Regions from separate parts of the Drosophila melanogaster genome. Here region 1 is linked to region 2. A link is a contact called in public Hi-C data. All regions are on one chromosome and are shown on one strand. The core of a region is the stretch at or near the end of the contact, and the rest is flanking DNA. Distances in the headings are between cores, read along the strand shown. Region 1 overlaps rdgA (retinal degeneration A). Region 2 overlaps rdgA (retinal degeneration A).

What was found. A called contact is a pair of places that touch in the nucleus more often than the background predicts.
Region 1: a contact with region 2 is called in a Hi-C map of the Kc167 cell line, with 1.9 times the contacts expected there. The contact joins two enhancer-like sites. A contact is called at or near these places in 37 of 107 Hi-C or Micro-C datasets (the D17-c3 cell line, the Kc167 cell line, the S2 cell line and 13 more).

Annotation. Positions count from the first base shown.
Region 1 is chrX:8,996,140-8,999,272 of dm6, reverse strand. The region is part of intron 3 of rdgA (retinal degeneration A); the gene reads right to left. All of the region lies in intron 2 of lncRNA:CR43836 (long non-coding RNA:CR43836), which reads left to right. Among named protein-coding and RNA genes, the nearest start is that of mir-31b, 4.3 kb to the right of the region's middle. Within about 2 kb of position 1,327, at least 6 of the 39 cell types and tissues checked have an H3K27ac peak or open chromatin away from gene starts, as enhancers often do. A contact at or near this core is called in the Kc167 cell line and head, where this site is marked.
Region 2 is chrX:8,939,631-8,942,536 of dm6, reverse strand. All of the region lies in intron 3 of rdgA (retinal degeneration A), which reads right to left. Among named protein-coding and RNA genes, the nearest start is that of CG43255, 17 kb to the right of the region's middle. Within about 2 kb of position 1,421, at least 6 of the 39 cell types and tissues checked have an H3K27ac peak or open chromatin away from gene starts, as enhancers often do. A contact at or near this core is called in the Kc167 cell line and head, where this site is marked.

The DNA.
Region 1 (3,133 bases), core at 78-2,577, 57 kb before region 2:
GTTTTCCTTTCCCCCACGAAACTTAAACAATGGCTGCAAAAAAAAAAGCTCAATTTACACGCCAAACAAATTTTTGCTGACCAATTTCGTGAGTCCCAAACAAACGCACAAGCACACACTCACTCGCACTCGCACACAAAAGCCCTCGCATCGAAGGTTTTCGCAAATTGAAAAATCCTTTTATCGCCATCGGTGCTAAAATTGTTTGTTTGAAGTATTTTTGAAAACTGCTGCCAGTTGCATGGCTGAAAAATGCAGGGGCCAAAACCATTGACGACCTTTGTCATCGTTTCCATAAAAATGTTGTGCTAAGGTAATTCCCTTACGCATAATTGAAATGGAAAAATAGGTAAATTAAAAAAATAGTGATTAATAATTAAAAATAACACTAAGAAATTTGGTTTTTTCTTTTAGAAATATGTAGAATGTGATAGGTATATGAAATATTAAACGCAAATGCCGCGAGGGCAATCAGATTCGTGGTCGTGATGCGTGTTGCCTTTTGACCTGGTCATGGATATTCTTGTTTGCCGTTTGAAGCGATGTGCAGTTTACCCGCCCTTCTTTTGTTGTATTTTAAAACTTTTTTCTTTTGCCTCCTGCTTTGCTTTCTATTCCCTTTCAATCCATTCGAAAAACATACAGGTGCACGTGTGTGTTTAGTTGAAAGTGCTAAATTGACGGGCGATGCGGTTCGCTACGGTTCGGTTTGATTCCGGGCTGGAAAATGGATGAGACTGAGGGGAAATGGGGCGAGAGGCGGTTTCGTTTTACAGACAATAGGTGGCTAAAGAAAAACAACGGCAAAAAAAAAAAAAAAAAAGAATCCATTATGGCATACCTTTGGCATGTGCCGCGAGTCCTCTGGTGGCGCGGGGTCACCACTCGATGAAAAAGGGGGTCACCATGGGCGAAACTGATGGTGGGGTCTCAAATGCGAACACGAATGCGAGTGTGAGCTAAAAAAAAGGGATGCGGCCGGACAAAGAGCGATCCTTTCCAACCAAAACCCCCCACCCCTTCGTTTTCTTTTCTCCAAACGCTCCTGTTTGTGTGGGTCGCAAATTGAAAGCGTGAAATTAAATGAAAATGATATAGCTTTGAAATTGAATTCCATAGAAATGCCGAAAGTTTGCCAGGTGACAGCATGGAATGGTATTGTGAGTCGCAAAGAATTTGTTAGAGTGCGTAATTAGAAAAACTGCCGGGGCATCTGACCTTCGACGAGTTATCCAGATTTAATTGGAAAATGCAGGAAAAGCAGGTGCATTCATAGGTGCATAGCCTATTTCCGTACTGAGATTGATTCGATTGCGATTGCCTACTTTTCGGCATTTTTCAAAACAATAGTCTTGCTACAAAAAACGATTAAGCCGTTAACCCATTAAAGTCACAACAATGGCATAGCTTTTAAATTCCCTTTGCGCAGAAGTTTAAGAAACCAAAACTTTTAGAGAATGTACCGACCACAAGCAAAGTTTCTTCAACAATTGCCCTGATTTATGCCACTTTAGTTAAGGGTGAATACTTTGTAATTAAGTAAATTTCCGGCCAAGTAAAATGCCCATAAATCTTGGACATTGTTCGCCACTCAGTTAATTAGTCGAGAACTGACAGATTGTGCTTGGCAGCGATAAGCCAGCAATTCGAATGGGAAACCATTTTCAATTGACCAGCCCCACATTCGCACACATTTTCCCCCTTAACTTACTGCATCGTTTAAGGGGCCAAATCAATTATATACACACGTATATTTATATATTTATATGTATATATATATAGAGAGTGAGAGAGACTGGATTATTACAAACACGTTATTTATTTGCCGACCCCTTGACTTGACGCCGCTGCCCTTTGCCGTTTGCCCTGCCATCCACTTCCCTGATGGCCTCGTAATTGTTCAGAGCCCGCGTGGCACTAAGTAAAAAGTTTTGTATAATTTTTCATAAAGGCACAGCCCGACAAGGAGCCACAACAACAATATGAAATATATATATATTACACATATATATAATATGTACAGCATTTCAAAGCGCTGCAAGTGGAGCAACTGGGGATTCGGTGGCGTATGAGGAATTTCCTTATTATGTGACCGAGCAAACCGAACGCCATATCCTCGGGATTCACTTCACTTCGGCTGGGAATTGGGGATATACCCCCACCCCCCCCCCTTTGGCTGTGTGCCCCTGCATTTTAGTCTGGCTCATTAAAGGTGCCACAAAAATGAGAGCGCTTCACTTACAGGCCCCATAAACAATTTGCTGAAATTAATTCGGACTTTCCCCCTTTTAAATGTTTAAAAAAAAAAAAAAATTAAACTGCTCTTAAGTGAAACATACATCAAAATTTTCGCCGAGAAAATTAGAAAGTTCTTCACCTTTCCAACTCGAAAGCGAAAATGGATACTAGTAAAATTTCGTAATTTATTGAAATAAAGCAATTTGTGAACTTTTGGCAAGAATTTAATTGGTCCGAGTGGCTGACTTCCCCCATTTTTTTTTTTTTCGTATTTTCCTCGCCCAGACGCTGAAAATTAATCCGCGGCATTTTAATTTTTCCGGCGGAGTAAAACTCGTGGAAATTGAGTTAGTCAGGCGTGGATCTGCGGTCAAGGAATGAGGGGTTTGGGAAGTTGTCTAAAATAAAAAGAAGAAAAATATGTTAATTTCAATTAATTGTTGGCAGCAGGGAAAGGAAGGAAAAAAAAAAAGGAAACCAAGAACGAAACGAAAAATTGGTTAAAATGGAGAAGAGTTTACGCTTGATGGGGTAAGGGTTTCCAATTTTCTTTGGGTTTGGGTTTGGGTTTTGGATCTTCTTCCTTTTGTCAGAATAACTTGGAAGCAGCATCATAATTTGCTGCCATTTGTCGCTGCCACAAAAAAAAAAAAAAAGAAAAAAAAGAAAGAAGACAAGACGAGAAGTGTGTTTTTGTTGCACTTAATGACTGTTAGGGAAATTTTATAACGCGTGGCATTTTTGGGCGCCAAGAACTTTATCGAAAGAGGGAGGGGGGAAGGCCAAAAGTGTTCCCGGAAATTCAGTAGAATATTTAAATAAATTTTTGACAGAGTAAAACTCGGCAAACAAAACGAAAAGTGAATGGAAAAACTTTTTCAGCAGCCTCAACCCC
Region 2 (2,906 bases), core at 172-2,671:
GCCAATTGTCTAAGGTCGAAACGAAAAAAAAAAAAAATCCCCCAATGAGTTGTTAACATATTAAGGAGATTTCACTTAAGTACGCACAACAACATCTTATTATGTGAAGCCCCAGCAAAAGTTAATGAGGAGAAACCCCCCACCCCAAAAAAAGTGGGCAACACATTATACTACGACGTTGTTTTTGCCAGTTGAAGGCGAAGGCTGGGCCCACATGAAATGTGTTTCAAATTGCCCATAAAAGTGTGTCAAAAAAACAAAAAAAAAAGGGGGGACCAAAAGGCACGACATGTGTGCACATTAGAGGGTATTTTAATAAAGTTCATTAGTTGCCTTCAATGGCGACAATATTGCGAAAACTGCCAAAGAAAATAAACAAGGATACAAACTTCCGAGTATGTAGAATTTAGTTTCTCCCAGCAAGTTAGTTTGTTTTTAATATTTAATGTAAGCGGTAACAGTCAAAAAATCCCTACAGCAAAGAGTACTATTTAATTATACCGGTTTCCTTGTGCCAAATTGACTGTGTGTAAATTAGGCTCGGAAAATATGTTCGGCTTAATGGCAACAGTTCTATTAGAAATGATTTATGAACTGAGCAGGACCCACGCACAAATCACTCGAGGATTCGCGCATCCTAAACCCTTTTTTTTTCGAGCGTTTTTCTATCCGTTTTTGGGGATGGGGGCGCGTGGCGCGTTTTGGTGAAGGTGAAGGACATGAGTTGGCGAATTTCCGGCAAAAAAAAAACGAAGGCATGTGTCTGCGAATTTTTGCGTTCATTTGTGCACAACGAGTGCGTGCTCTTTGGGGCGTGGCTGTCAAAGCGAATGGATGGAACGCACATACACCTTATATCTACTACAATATAATACCTAACATTACAGTACGCCCTAGTAAAATAAAGAAATGAAAATAACAACCACACACACATGAGTTGGCAGCTGAATGGGCATATTTTCGGCATGATTTAACACTTAATTAGCAACGTTTTTGACTCGAGTGTCGCCCCATCATCATTGTCAGTGGCTTGTGGCACACGGGGCGTATGAGTAATCGCCATAAATGTTATAATCAAGCATAAACACACGTAAGCGTTACTACCACACACGGGTGCACCGGAAAACTAAGCTGAAGCTCAAGAAAAAACTAAAATGGAAATGCTTTGAAAGTAAAGGTTTTCATAATTTTCGTAATCTTATAGTAAATGTAATAATTTTAGTTTGTGCGGTTTTTTTTTTTTGTTTTTATCTACTATTTTCGTCTATTTGCAGCTAATTATGACGCACTTTTTTCTCAGTGAACGCATCCCTTTTTCCGGTGCCAGCTGTGTGAATTATTAAATAAGCAACATGGCGGACAGCAGAGAAATAATGAAAAATAAAACCCAAATGTTGCATACTTCTCAGCTGAAGGGATTTCTACCTCACTCCCTTTAATGCCTGAGTGTGAGTGAGTATTTATGTAAAAAGGTGTAGGTGAGTGTGTGCGTGCGTTTGTGTTTGTGAACGGATTTTGTTTTCGTTTAACGCTTTTGCAAGTGGTTCCCGGAAAGTAATCGGTTCTTGATGGCCAAAAGCTGTCGGTGAGCAGAGATTTGTTCTTAAATTTATGTGAAAATACAGTACTGAATTTTGGTAAAGAAATGAACGAGCACAACTTGGCACAAATTCACTGGAAAATCATTAAGTTGAACTATAATTTCTCTTCGTTTTGGCATATCTTTCGCTTCTTGTGCAATTAAATGAACAGGAAAATTAAAAAATCTCTGCAAACGGAAATGGAAAGTTTCTAACGGAAATGCCAAGGCACACACACACACAAACACACACACAGGCACACACACACACACCCATTCGAAATGCAGGCAAATGTGCAGGAAAAGCTCTCTGTGCGCCGATGCTCACTAATTAGCCAAGAATTTCCATCTAAAATTGAAATCTCATTCCCCCTTTGACAGACGCACTCTCCAAAGTAGCCGGAATATTGCTTAAATATTTATAATAAATGCATGTTGTATAACATTATATTCCTTTTATTTTTTATATTCACTCCAATTCCGCCCCTCATCACGAAACTGCGAGCCCCATTCCCAGCCACCCGACAATCCTGTTCCTCTGTATGCAAAATAAATAATTTCATTTGACTTGCAAATGCTGGCTGGCTGCCATGCAATGCCAAGCTACTCTCAGCTGAAACCCAGGGAGCTCAGACTCTGAGCCGACCCATAATGCCTGGCATCAGCTATATGGCTATAGCAGCTATGGATGGCTTCGGTAGCGGCAACAACAATCCGGCCAAAGGAAAACAATGCCAAGAACAGTGCAAACAGAGTGGTAGCAACAACACATATGAATCGAGGGAACAACAGCAGCCAAAAGGGGCAAAGGAAAATCCAAGGCAAAGGCACCACCTCAAATACCCTTTAAGGATGATGTATCAAAATTAAAAATCAAAAAAAAAAATGATCCCAGTGGTAAACAAGAAATTCGTTGTTAAGCACTTGCATTGATTTTTTTTAATGAATTTTCCAGCATATGCAATGCTTTTCTTCGCCTACCATAAGATCCTTTGAAGCGTATCGCTTGACAAACAATAAACGCTGCCACACTTTTCCGCACTTTTCCCTACTTTTCCGCACTTTTTTCGCCCCTTCGCTACCTCGCTTTCCCGTTTGCCGTCTTTTGGCCCTCAAGTGCAACACACTCGAAAGCGTTGGCACTCAGAGTGTTGCCTACTTTTAGGCCACGAGGCAGGACGGAAATGGCGGGCTTTTAAAAAACGCAAAAGCCAGCTAACTATGAAAAAAAAAATAAAAAAAAATAAGTGCACAAAAAAGAAATAATTAACATAGCATAAGGCCATAGTGTGGCTTGTGATAGCTTTCAATGCATTGTCAATATATA